Regions from separate parts of the Sus scrofa genome. Here region 2 is linked to region 1. Evidence: chromatin contacts called from public HiChIP or PLAC-seq data. All regions are on one chromosome and are shown on one strand. Each heading gives the region's core, a stretch centred on a gene start, on an enhancer-like site or on the middle of the called end of the contact. The rest is flanking DNA. Distances are from core to core; before and after follow the strand shown. Region 1 holds the start of FOXD2 (forkhead box protein D2). Region 2 holds the start of STIL (SCL-interrupting locus protein).

Region 1 (6,633 bases), core at 3,000-5,499:
AGTGAAAAGAAATGAAATCAAATTCAGCAACAGAAGTCAGCGAAGCAGGCAGCTAGGGGCCATTATCCCAGTAGCAGGAGACATTCCCCTCTTCTTAGGCTGCATGTGACCCTACTGCTCCTGACCTATCGGATACAATTGGGAGAAGGTGGCTCCTTGCCTTCGGTCTCACTCCATTCCCAGTCTCTCGACACGATGGAGGAGAGGGCACCTCACCTCTGGCCCAGGGGCTGCATTTAACATTTGTGCCTTGAAGCTTGTCTCTCCTCAGTTGGGGAAGGGGGTGAGAGACTCAGGAGTCCCAACCCATCTTCCTCAGCCCTGGTGTATTCGTCTCACCCTGATCCTGATTCGGATCCTCTTCATACAGGGTGCTCCGTGCTCGGCCTCTCCCTTCTTTCCCACCGTTGCCAATGCCTGAGAATGTGGCTAAAGCAGCCGTATGGCTTCTCTCCCTGTCTGCTTCTCTCAGATTTTCTGCATCCGCTTCCCTGACCCTTTCTTCTTCCTTCTCTGTCTCTCTGTCACTTGTCTCCCACCGCTCACCCCCAGCACGTGTCTATTTTCTGGGAAGGCTGAATGGCCTTTCACTGCATCTCCCTATTTCTTTTTTTCTCCTGTGACCTCAGTTGAATGTTCAGAGAAAAGAGCTAAGTAACCATTTTCGATTCACCCAAAATCTCAACTCTCCCGCAATACACGTGCAGGTCTGGCCACTGGGAGCTCCGACTGGGCCCAGGGCTTCCGGAAGACTCCAGCCAGCCCAATGGCTTTGTACTCAGGCGATAGGTTCTGGCTCTAGGGAGCCTGGCTCAAGGGATGGGGAGGTTTACCTTAACAGAGCAAGGTGCATGGACCCTCTCCCTTAGCTCATAATGTACCTCTAAGCTTCTCGGGCTGGAGGAGAGAAGGGTTTTCACAGTCCCCAATTCAGGCTTTTCTCTCTGACGGTTCCATGTGCCAGGAATGAGGGGAGAGGGGAACGCACAGAAGGCCCTGCAATGGCCAGAGAGAAACCTCTCTCCTCTTACGAACACAGAAAGAGACAGTGACAGAGAATCGAAAACACGTGTTCACAGATACACAGAGACAAAAACACAGATACCCTGAAATACATCTGATCGCCCCCCCAAAAAGAGGACCAAAAGTAAGACTACATGACAACTCAGGCAAACACAAACACTAGCTCCATAAAAGCCCCACATACAGAAGCACAGAGAGGCTTACAGAATATGCAACAGTAAACACCATCACTCGAATCGTCCTGAACAGGTATGATGTCCAAAAGCTCAAGGTACCCAGGCCTGTCCAGGCCACACGACCATCTAAACTGGAAGGAAATGAGAATCCCCAGATGCATCTGAAACAAAACCTCTCTGTGGAAGCCCAGGCAGAAACCTTCCTAGGACTAGAGCGAAAATGAAAGTGCTTGGAGGGGGGTCACAGGATTCCCAGAATCCTGGCCCCATTAACAGCCAAAGGCCAAGGCCACAGTGTCCCCTGTACCTGACAAGCCCAAGCCCTCCTCTGCCTGCCTGGGCTGCTCAGGGCCCTTCCTCACTCCACTCTGCCTAGGAGCTGGGGGGTATTCTGGGACAGAGGAGCGCATACAAGCAGACAGAGCTGGTGACTGCTGGAGTTCACGTACATTTATTCAATTGACACCGATGGGGACGTGGGGGAGACAGGTTTCTCTCTTCTTCCACACAAACCATCGGACGATTCCACAGTCTCCCCAAGCAGAGCAGTCTAAATCAATGCACACCCAGTGGACAGAGAACCCCCAGAGCAGCCCGCTGTACAGATATTTACACATAATTACAGGACCCCCTGCCACAGGATGTGCCCTGGGCCACCCCACCCCCACCTCTCCAGCCCCTGACCCAGACCCTCCTCTCCCACCCCAACCTCATTGACTTTTAGCTACAATAAATATCCCAGGGCCTGGGACACAGCAGACCGCGGAGAGGGCTGCTGGCCCTGGATGGCTGGACCCAGCCGGCCACCAGAAAGGGGTAAAGTTCCTTCCAAAGCACCCCAACACAAAAGAGGGAGGCTTTTCCTCAGTGGAGTGGGATCCCAGGATTGTGCACGGATGGTCGAGACCCCTCGCTTCAGCTCTCTGTTTAGCTTCGCCTGTGCAGACATTGCTTTAGGTTTCTGAGAACAAACTTCCTTGGAGAACGTCCAGGAAAAAAAAAAAAAGAGTTGAATTTTCCTTTTAAGCACAAAGCAGATACTAGGTGTCTTTAAATTAAAATATTGGACGATCAGGGCCTCAAAGTTGGGGAAGGAGAGAGGGAGAGGCAGCAAGGGAGACCTCTCCCCGGGCAGTTGGTGTTTGTGGCGGGATCTTCAAGGCCCCAGGCAGGCATCTCTCCAGAAAAGCCTTCTTCTGGGACCGCCGCGAGGCGCAGAGACTGAGAAAAAGCGAAGACTTCCCCCTCCCCCTTCTACGGCTCAAACGGCCTTAGGATCGTGGCCTCGTCGCACAGACCCAGGCCTCTCTCCCTGAGCGATGGAGTCCGCTTTGTCCCAACATCGGAGAGATTCTGAGCGTGGAGCCCGAAGTGCCAAGTCACGCGCGTTGGCCCAAGGTCTGGAGACTCTTCATAAATAGACTCCCTGAGTTCCGCTGGGACCGCAGGAGCTCCCGGGAGAGACGGAGGAGTGCGGGCTTAAGTGGCCCGGATCCCGACACGGTCAAAAGTGGCAGCCACTGAGGCCGGCGACTTTGCCGGCGAACGGGGGCCCTGAGGACAGGAGCGCGTCCCCGTGGTGCGAGAGGCGGATGTGGCCGGCCACTGGAGCCAGGGCCGGGGCAGTCAGCATGGCCAGGACCTGGGCTTGACCCCCAGGACCCGCCGCAGCCGAGAACGGCGATCCCGGAGAGCCCTCGCCTCCGCCCGGGGGTGCCGCCCCGCCGCCGCCGCCGTGGCCCATGATGTGGTCTATAGAGAAGGAAGGCCTCTGCCCGGCCCCAGCGCCCCCGCCGCCCGCGTCCGTCTTGAGCCCCTGGCGCAGGAGTGCGGTGCCTGCTGCGGGAGGGCTCAGGGACGCGGGGTAGAAGGCTTTGGTGCAGCCCAGCTCCGCGCCCAGGAAGGCCGGCAGGCCTGCGGGGCCCGGGCCCGACCCCGTACCTGGGGCAGGCGCGGGGGCCGGAGCCGACGCCGCGCCGGCGAACACGGAGGCCGTCGGAGGTCCGGGTGGAGGCGCCGCAGCCCGGCCCGGGGGCACCGACATCTGGCAAGGGGCGGCGGCGGCGAAAGCGAAGGGGTGCGGGTGCGGATGCGGGTGCGGGGTCGGGCCCGGCGGGGGTGCACTGTAGGCCGGGAGCGCCAGCCCGTAGCCGTAGCCGTAGGCGCCGTAAGCCGCGAAGCCCGGCAGGAAGGCGCCGGGGTCCCCCGCCGCCGCAGCCCCGCCGCGCAACAGCAGCTCCGAGTGAGGGTGCGCGTGTGGATGCGGCGGCGGCAGCGGCTGCCGCTTGAAGCGCTTGCGGCGCCGCAGGAAGCTGCCGTTGTCGAACATGTCGGCCGACTCCGGGTCGAGCGTCCAGTAGTTGCCCTTGCCCGGGTTGCCCGGCTCGCGGGGAATCTTGACGAAGCAGTCGTTGAGCGAAAGGTTGTGGCGGATGCTGTTCTGCCAGGCGGGGAATTTCTCCCGGTAGTAGGGGAAGCGGCCGCTGATGAACTCGCAGATCTCGCTCAGCGTCAGGCGCTTCTTGGGGCTCTGAAGGATGGCCATGGTGATGAGCGCGATGTACGAGTAGGGCGGCTTCACCAGCGGGCTCCGGGTCGCCGCGCCCCCCGACGGCGGGCCCGGCCCGGGCCCCGCCGCGCCCCGGGCTGCTGCCGCGACTGGCCCCGGGCTTCCCGCCGCGGCCGCCGCCCCTCGGGGCGCTAGAGCGCGGGGCTCGCCGTCCGAGCAGCCGCCGGACTCTTCCTCGTCCTCGGCGGCGTCCGCCTCGGCTTCCTCCGGGGGAGGCTCGGGGCGGTGGGGGAGCACGTCCCGGGGGGTGCGGGGCCCGGAGCGGGCAGGGAGCTCCCCCCCGCCGCTGCCGCCGCCGCCCACCACGTCTATGTCTGCGTCGGCCTCGGACAGCGCGGCCGGGGAGCTCTCGGAGGACATGATCTCGCAGCAGCAGCTGCCCAGGGTCATGATGCCGCTGCCGCCACCGCCGTTCTCCGGCTCCGCTCCGGCCACGGCTCGGGCGCCGCCGCGCTGCCTCTGGGACGAGTGTGTTTTGCGCGCGGGCGGGGAGGGGGCGGGGGACTGAGGCGGGCGGGGAGGGGTGTCCCCCGGCTCCGCAGCGCCCCCTCGTGGCCCACTCGGAGGCTCTCAACTCTCGGCGAGCCCCCGACCGGCCGCGCTCTCCGCGGCCCCGGGAGCCGGAACGGGGGGCCTCCGCCCGGGGCGCGGGCGGAAGGGGCTGGGGCCTCCCCTTACCCTACCAGTCTCGGCCCCCAGTCTACCGCCTCCCCCCCCCAAACCCCCGCCGCTACCTCGGGATGGGGGGCGGGGGGGTCGGAAGACTCGTTCCTCCCGCCCGGCGGCAGCCTAAGGCGGAAGAGCGCGAGCCCGGGGCGGAGCTCCCTGAGCCGGGCGGGGCGGGGCGGGGCGGGGCGCCGGCGGGCGGAGTGCCGGGGCCGAGCGGCCCGGCGGGAACAAACAGCCGCCGCGGCGGGAGCGCGGCTCCGGGGGCTCGAGGCGGCTCCCGGTTCCCCCCGCAGATCCCGCAAACCCTCCACTTCCTGGAGCAGCGGTCTTCCGTGCGCTCAGCCCTGGATGTTAAGGTTTACGCGGACGCCAGCCGGAGCCGGGAGCAGGAGCGACAGCCCCACCCATCATCGCCCCAAGGCAGCTCTCCGGCCACCGAGGCCGAAGCGCACTTGGCTCGCCAGCGGAGCCTGAGACGCCCGGACCAACGCCGCCCGAGCGGGGCCGACCCGAGCCCGAGCGGCTTCCGGCCCAAGGGGAGACGCGCTTGAGTGATCGCGAGGAGCGAACTTGGCGTCCTCTGCCTCGGGCCTCGGAGAGGTGAGCGATTCCGGCTGCGCCCCTCTCCTCCCCTCCAAGGCCGGGACCCCGCCACCCATCCCCTCGCCACGCGGGAGTGTTTGCGGGGAGAGCCAAGCAGCGCGCCGCCTGCCCGTCGCCGGCTTCCCCAAGCTTTTCTGGGGCGCTTCGCTCGCATTTCGAAAGCGTGCACCGGCCCAGCACCCTGAGTTTGCCGGTATCCGACCTTGCTCTGTCTCAGTATCCGTTTGTCTCGCTCAGCCTGTCTCTCTCGCGCTTGGTGAATCTCTGCCTCTTGTTTCCCGTGAAAACCCTGTGTTTGTGTCGATGTCTGTTCGTGGGTCTGAGAATCCCTCGCTCAGTTTCTCCATTTCTCCCACGCTTACTCGCGCTGCATGACCCCCCGCCCTCCGCCCCACCCCTTTTCTGGCCGGACTTGCGGGCTCTACCGACTGGCAGTAGGACCCCCAACCGAAAACTCGGCCAATTACCCTGACCTCAACCGCAAGCCAGGGTTGCCTTCATCTTTCAGGATTCTGTGCACACAATGTTGGTCCTGTGCCCCTTTTTCTCGCCAGCTGGGTTCCTGCCCATCCCATTAGGCCTCCTTCTCCCCTGGCCCCCCTCCAGGAACCCAGCAACCAGTAGCTCCAGATCAGACTGGGCCCATCTTAACCGCAGGGGGTAACAGGGGAGCTGGGCACTGGACGCGGGTAAGAACCGAGCCGATGGACGGGCTGCTGCCCCGACAGCGCCCCGAAGTGGTCAAAGTTCAGGCCTTCGAGGCTGGAGACCCAGCTGCCCTCAGCTGTCATAGGCTGTAGGACGGTCAGCCAGTTACTTCCGCCTCCCAGCCTCAGTTTCCCGATCTGAATAGTAGCTAAAAGCAAAGACCCGGGATCCCAGTCCTGGCCTCACTACTGACCGCTCTGGAATGCGTTTCTATAACTCCTTGTCCCTCTGTTTCTGTCTCTGTAAAACTGAGGCTGAGAACATCTAATGCGTAGAAGTAGCCATATCACTCTAAGCGACTTACAAAGGAGGGTATTGCCGGCACTTTGCAGATTCTTGGGGAGAGAGAAATGGGTGAGGGGTGGTGTGGTCTCCCACCTGGATCTCATCCCTGGTCTAGCCCTTGACAGGGTCACCACTGCTATCCAACCCTCTGCAATCACTGTGATGAATGAGGTTCCCCGTGGGTAAGGGCTGAGAGCAAGGTGGGAGCGGATTGTCACCCCTGCAGGCTATGTCTCAGCAGGGTCATGCGAGTGTGAGTGAGAGCTCCCTTTCACGCAACAGCAGCCTCCAATCTAGTGTATTCCACGGGTGGAGCAACAGAGGTCCAGAGAGGGGCAGGGACTCAGGCCCCTACAACATGACAGAGCAGGGCCAGGTGCACCCTTGTCGCCGAATCCTCATGATAGAGTTCTCCGTCCTGTCCGGCCATCTGGCTAAGAGCAGAAGAGAATGGAAGGCAGTTCTGGCTGCTCATATTCCATGACAGCACGTCCACTGCCCCCCCACCCCCCCTTCCTGGGGCCTCAGACCAATAGGATCTACCCGGTGTGCTGGATCAGTATAAATAATCTGTCCTCGGAAAAAAGAGAAAAGGTCCCG
Region 2 (6,633 bases), core at 1,701-4,200, 83 kb after region 1:
AAAGAAACAATTCTATTTCAGCCACATTTCAGGTATGCTGTGAGCTAAATTAGCAGGGGTACGATAGTTGGGGAATTATATTGAATTATATTGACTTATATAACTTTTTCCCTACAGAAAAAGATTTAGTTCCAAAAATTACAATCTTTTGGGATTCGGCTTACATTTGCTGGTATAATAAAATGCAAAGAGACTCACAAAGAGGAAAAAAAAACAACCATCTAAGCTTAACTGACCACAAATAGTCCATTGTTTTGTCAGCTAGGAGACAGCAACTACTGAATTATTTACAATTTCAAACTGAGAGATAACAGTTTAAAACAGTTTAAGCTCATATAATTGTTGAAATTTTAAGAACAAGATAAAACATTATAGGATTTCTCATCATGGAAATCTTATAATTGTTAATTAGCAGGTTTAAAATGTTATCAGCCATTATTGAACAAAGTAAAGAATAAACACTACAGAATGTGTAGATTATTTTTAATCCGGTGGAGTAATAGGTATCATTATTATTATTACTATTTTTGTCGTTTTAGGGCCGTACCCACAGCATATGGAGGTTCCCAGGCTAGGGGTCAAATTGGAGCTGCCTATGTCAGAGCCACAGCAACTTGGAATCCCTTGACCTACACCACAGCTCACAGCAACACCAGATCCTTCACCCACTGATCGAGGCCAGGGATCGAACACTCGTCCTCATGGATCCTAGTCGGGTTCGTTAACCGCTGAGCCACGAAGGGAACTCCAGTGATAGGTATTGTTAGTTTGGGTGTGGATGTTTTAAAGTCATGTTATGATTCAGAAATACAATATTTAAGTGCATTCAAATACATCAGCCATAAACCAATTTTTAAAAAGTAATACTACAGTGTACTTCAAAGTAAAAATAACCCGTTTCATAAATTAAGAAAAGTCTAAAATAGAGGAAGAAATCACTTTGGTCTATGTACGTCAGATATTTTACCTCATTTAACATTCACAAATACCATACTAGATAGGTACAATTTCTCCCTTTTAAGAGAGGAACCCAAGCTAAAAGTAACAACTTCTCTGGAACTAAAACGATAGTAAATGGAACAGTCAGGGTTTGAACCCTTATCTGTTTGACTCTAAAGTCTCTTCTCCTTACCCTATTTACATGTAAGAGTTATTAGAATAAAACCCTGAAATCACCCAATTGTCATTTTTCTTTTTAAATGAAAAGAACCAACAAATATGAGGAGAAAAAATATTTATGTTTTTTGGTTGAATTAATTCCACTTATATTCCTAAAAATGTTTAACAATTATAAATACAGCTGTATAACATATGATCAAGTAGATGTTACCATCTGCCTTTTTCTTAATGCTCTTTAGAGAAAAAATATAGGACAAGGATGGATTGTACCAACCTGGGAGAGGAGTAAAATCCCAAAGCTAATAAAAAGTCATATCGTGGAACAGAGGAGGAAATTATTTTAAAAGTTCTGGGTCAAAACTTCTGTTGGTCACGGAGCTCAGAATGATTTTTTGGTATGTTACAAATCACTGGTCACCTCTTGCTTCTAGATACCTTCTGTTTTCCTTCTCTCCCAAACATTGCCCAGGTTCTTCAATAAGCCTTTCATCCATACTGCAGCTAACCGTGTATCTGTTCAAAAATTGTTAACAATTGAACCGGAAACTTTATTATGCTTTGGAGTGGAAAAAAAAAAAAAAGTAACACCATTTTAGAGTTTTGAGAGGCATTTCATATTGAGTTTAAATCTGTGTGCACAGCCTCCATTGTTTTGGAGGGGACAACTAGGACTAGGAGAGAGGAAGTGACCTGGCCACGGACTACGTGTGAGTTGGCAGCCGGGCCAAAGGTTGAAGTTTGATCTCATACTCTACGGCTTTTCCAACTACACGAACCTCTCTACACGAACCTCTACAACTACCTGAGCCTCGGGGCTGCTAGTGATGGGTTCAGAAAGTGCTACAAGCAGCAGATCGAAGAACACCTAACGTAACGCCGTGTCCTCCGGGGCTCCTGTCCAGGGTAAAGACCAGTTAGTTGACGATTAGGACTTTAGAGGGCCTGCGGGAAGGGGTGGGGTGGAAAAACCAGTCTCCGTTTCAGGTAACGCCGGGCGCACCCGGCCTCGAAGCCACATCGACGCTGGTGCCGCCTCCACCCATCCCACAACCGGCGACACACTGACCTCTGCGCGCTCGGGGTCCCTCGAAGCGGACCCTCCCGGGATCCCTCTCCCAGACCATTCTCGAGATGAATCTAGTCCCCAAAATGTAAGGAAAGAGGGCGCAGGAACAAAGCGACCCCAAACGGACCCCCTCCATTCTAGCCGCCCCCAGGCTGGCGGATGCGGACTACCAGTCCCGACATGCCGCGCGCCGGCGGACCCTCGACCACCGCCACGCCGGCGCTGCGCAGGTCACCGGGACTCGTAGTCCGCGGCTCAGGGGAGGTCAGACGGCCGCGCGCAGCGGTACTGACCGGCCCGGCGTCCGGTCAAGCCCAGGGACCCCGCCGGCTGTCCGGGCCTCACCTCGACGATACGGGCGCACTGGGTCCCCTTGCCGGCGCCGGGACCTCCGAGGACGAACACGACCTTCGGCCTCATGAGGCGGTGCGGACAGAGGAAAAGCGGCCGGCGGGTCAGGAGCGGGAAGCTAAGGCCTAGGACGTGCAGCAGCCGGCAGCCGCAGCGGCTCAGCATGCACCTCGGCTTGGTGGCACGCCGAGGGAGCTGACAGCAGCCCGGCAGGCGTAGACGCGGGGCGGGGCGCGGAGAAGGGGGCGGGCTGAGCCGGCGCCCGCCGAGGCCCCGCCGCCGTGGCTGCGCGGCGTCCGCGCCGCGGCCGGAAGGGGCGGGGCTTCCGCTATGCGTCCGTGGGCCGCCCCGCGGCGCCCAGCATTCCCGTCAGCCCGCGTTCTCCCCGCCCCTCTGCTGGCTGATTGGTGCGCTCAGTCCGCGGGCCGTTTGTCCTGCGCCTGGTTGTGTCTGGCCTGAGTTGGCTTCCGGGACGTCACCCACGGGGAGGTAAGATCCATTGTCCCAGCTCGAAGTTGAATTTCCACGGGGCAAGCAGTCATCACATGAATCAGTAAATAAATACAAATAGAAGTATCGGCTTTGAAGGAACAAAACGGAGGAATAACGAGATGATTGCAGTCTGAAGAGGTGATATATGAGCCAAGACTTGAGGATGGGAAGGAGCAGAGCTAGGCAAAGACGGAACTGAGTGTCTCACAGAGAGAGAAGAGGCGTGTGCCAAACCCCTAAAGAAACTCTTAAGAAAGGCCAGTACCCGGCTGATGGCAGATCAGGCCCTTTGATGACTGCAAGAAGTCTGGATTATGTTCTCTTGGCTATGGGAAGCCCTTTGAACTATAACTCCACTTCCCTGCCCCGTGCATTCGGGGAAAAGAAAAGGAGTCCAAGAAATGAGTCTTAGTGACTAGATCTTTAAAAGAGGAGAAGGAGCCTTCTTCAGGAGTCTGGAAAGCAGAGCCGGAAAGATCAGAGGAAAACCAGAAGCATGTGGTTCTTGCTGGACCTGGGGATTGTAGTGGTGTAGACTCCAGTTCACATAGTGAACATTGTTTTAAAAGCAGGTAAGTACGGGGAGTTCCCTTTGTGGCGCAGAAACGAATCCTACTCGTATCCATGAAGATGTGGGTTCAATCCCTGGTCTCCACCAATGGGTTAAGTAAACGATGTTGTCATTAGCCATGGTGTATGTTGCAGATGCGGCTTGGATCCCGAGTTCCCTAGTTGTTGTGGCTGTGGTCTGATTCTACCCCTAGCCTGGGAACTTCCATAATGCGCAGGTGCGGCCCTAAAAAGCAGAGAGAGAGAGAGAGAGAGAGAGAGCAGGTGAGTATGGATAACTTGGATTTGGCAACAAAGAGACTTTGGACTTAGGAACTCTGCATTTTTGTCCAAAGCAGATCATACACTATGTCTATCTAATTTGAAGCCCTATTGAAAATGGAAGCGATAGGAGACGAGAAAATGAAAACAAGAGAGTAAGAATCAAGGCAAAGTTTTATTTAGGATGGGAGAAGGAGCCATGCTGTCTCATGTGGTAGGCCCTAGCCACATGTGGCTATTTAAATTAATTACATTTAAAACAAACATTCAGTTCTTCAGTCACACTAACAGCATTTCAAGCGTTCAGTGGTCACATGTGGAAATTGTATGGGACGGTGCACCTGCAGAACTTTTCTTTCATCACAAAAAGTTGTGTTGGTCAATGCTGTACTGGAGCTTGTGTTTAAGCTGCTAGGGATGATGTGATACAAAGGGAGAGAGGTAACTCCTTGAGAAGAAAAATCAGATGAGCAGATCCAAAGGGCACATGGAGGGCCTGAGATCTTGTACAAGGTCGTACAGAGGAAGACGTTCATTTGTAACAGGAATTACAAGAAGGGCAGAGTTACAGGAAGTTTTGAAGGTAGGAAGGGTTTTCCTATCTGATAACTTTATTTTCTCAGTAAAGAAAGGGAACTATCACCTTAGGAGAAGAGGAAGGGAGGACACCGGGCAATCCCTTGGAGCCAAGCCAGGGAGGCCAGGATTCATCAGAAACACCATGCTACACTGATGCTCAAACATTTAATCCCTCTGCTTGTCTGTGGTGAAAGGCCTGACTCCTAGCATCTTGGTCCGAATTTGTCCCCAAAGAATTAACTTTGCTTTGGCCTCATTTTAGTGCTCCTACTCCTTGAAGGTGACAGAAAAGCCATGAGTTCCACCAAGATGCAAACAATCAGACTTTCAGTATGTCTCAATAAATATGTATTGAATAAATAGCTGTCATCTAGTAGAGGGCCACTCCCTACCTAAACCCATAGATGGATTCCATAGTGAATAAATTTGATTAGCACCTAGTGAATATCCTCTGTGTGCCAAGCATTTAACTTACATTACTTATTTCTTGGACGATAGTCAAAGTTTTAAATAATTAGAACAATGAGAATATTTGTAGAGATTTCTGAGCCAGTATTTGTTGTGTGGGGCATCAATCCTGTTAATTGCTGGGTCATGAAGACGTCCTAGGTGTCCCAGAAGAGAGGAAAAGGACACCCAGAGTTCTCAGGGGAGTAACTATCCAACTCATGTGGAAATAATTCACTTTTCTCCACCAATACAACCTTACCAGTTGTGTGTTGGCTGAACATCAGCCTTGCCTTATAAAATCCTCATAATGCTCTGAAGTTAGTACTCTCATTTTCAGATGGGAAAACAGCCAGGAAGTGAAAGTACTTTGTTCAAGGCCACATAAACAGTAGGTAGCAAAGTCAAATTCAAACTTAGCATGCATAATTTCAAAACATGCTTTCTTTCTATACAGTACTAATCCTTTTCTGAGTTTAAATTAAAGTTCCATACTCATAAATCCCTTCAAAGTAAGTTCTGTTACAGACTAGAAGACTGATCTCAGAAAGATATATAACAAGAGCTATCCTCAAAATCCACTCCTACCCATGTGTGTTTATTTCTCAAGTACATTAGATCTTTGGGGCATGTATTCAATGTATTCCCAGAGTATACCTATCTATGTCCCTTGTGAAATCTCCAGGGGCCTAAGAAGTAGGGCCTTGTCACCATTTATCTGTCCTCTTTATCATAAATTGCCCTTTAGAGCCAGATATCTGTTCCCATACTTTCATTCCCCCCCCCCCTTTTTTTTTTGGGTCTTTTTGCCTGTTCTAGGGCCGCTCCTGTGGCATATGGAGGTTCTCAAGCTTGGGGTTGAATCGGAGCTGTTGCCGCCGGCCTATACCAGAGCCACAGCAATATGGGATCCGAACTATGTCTGCAAGCTACACCACAGCTCACGGCAACGCCAGATCCTTAACCCACTGAGCAAGGCCAGGGATCAAACCCACAACCTCATGGTTCCTAGTCGGATTCGCTAACCACCGCGCCACGATAGGCACTCCCATTTTCCCATTCTTGGCCGCACCTCTTTGCTGGTATATGCTGTTCATTTTTCAGGATTCAGCTCAGATTTCAACTCCTCTGGGAAGCTCTCTAAATTCCCAAGACTGGGTTAAGTGCCCCTCTTTATTCCTCTACACCCACTACCACCACCGTTCCTCTACACCCTCTTACTCCTTACTGGGTCCCCTGTTTACTTCTCTTGTAGCACTGTGGAATATTGTGTATTTCCATAGTGGATTTAGAGCTCCTTGAGGGAACAGACAAAGTCTGATTACTCTTTATCCAGAATAACTATGTGTTACTGTTACATGACTTACTCTCTGAAGGGAACTCCAGGGTCCTTGGAAGATTTAGAATATAATATATGACTGGGAGTTCCCTTCGTGGCTCAGTGGTTAACGAACCTGACTAGGATCCATGAGAATGCGGGTTCAATCCCTGGATTCACTCAGTGCGTTAAGTATCAGTTGCGGTGAGCTGTGGTGTAGGCCGCAGACGTGGTGTGGATCCCACGTGGCTGTGGTGTAGGCTGGTGGCTGCAGCTTTGATTTGACCCCTAGCCTGGGAACCTCCATATGCTGTGGGTGCACCCCTAAGAAGCAAAACAAAACAAAACAAAACAGAATATATAACTGGGTTGCTGCCACTCAAGTTCTATCTACAATGGTCTTTGGCAACTGCTCCATTGTAATTCCAGA

The links. HiChIP or PLAC-seq counts read pairs in DNA pulled down with a chosen protein or histone mark.
Region 2: an H3K27ac HiChIP or PLAC-seq map of alveolar macrophages shows a contact between it and region 1. The contact joins the promoter of STIL here to the promoter of FOXD2 in region 1. A contact is called at or near these places in 4 of 47 Hi-C or Micro-C datasets (blood, embryonic fibroblasts, epiblast stem cells and 1 more) and 1 of 2 datasets of contacts at active chromatin or transcription factors (alveolar macrophages).

What each region holds. Positions count from the first base shown.
Region 1 is chr6:164,109,942-164,116,574 of Sscrofa11.1, forward strand. It overlaps FOXD2 (forkhead box protein D2), which reads right to left and starts at 4,250. Exons shown (of 1, transcript XM_021096681.1): 1 at 2,569-4,250. The coding sequence starts at 4,158. The coding sequence ends at 2,704. LOC106507667 (a long non-coding RNA gene) reads left to right here and starts at 4,638. Exons shown (of 2, transcript XR_002345215.1): 1 at 4,638-5,037.
Region 2 is chr6:164,194,561-164,201,193 of Sscrofa11.1, forward strand. STIL (SCL-interrupting locus protein) reads left to right here and starts at 2,951. Exons shown (of 18, transcript XM_021096689.1): 1 at 2,951-3,600; 2 at 3,734-3,862. It overlaps CMPK1 (UMP-CMP kinase), which reads right to left and starts at 2,869. Exons shown (of 6, transcript XM_003128011.6): 1 at 2,531-2,869. The coding sequence starts at 2,701.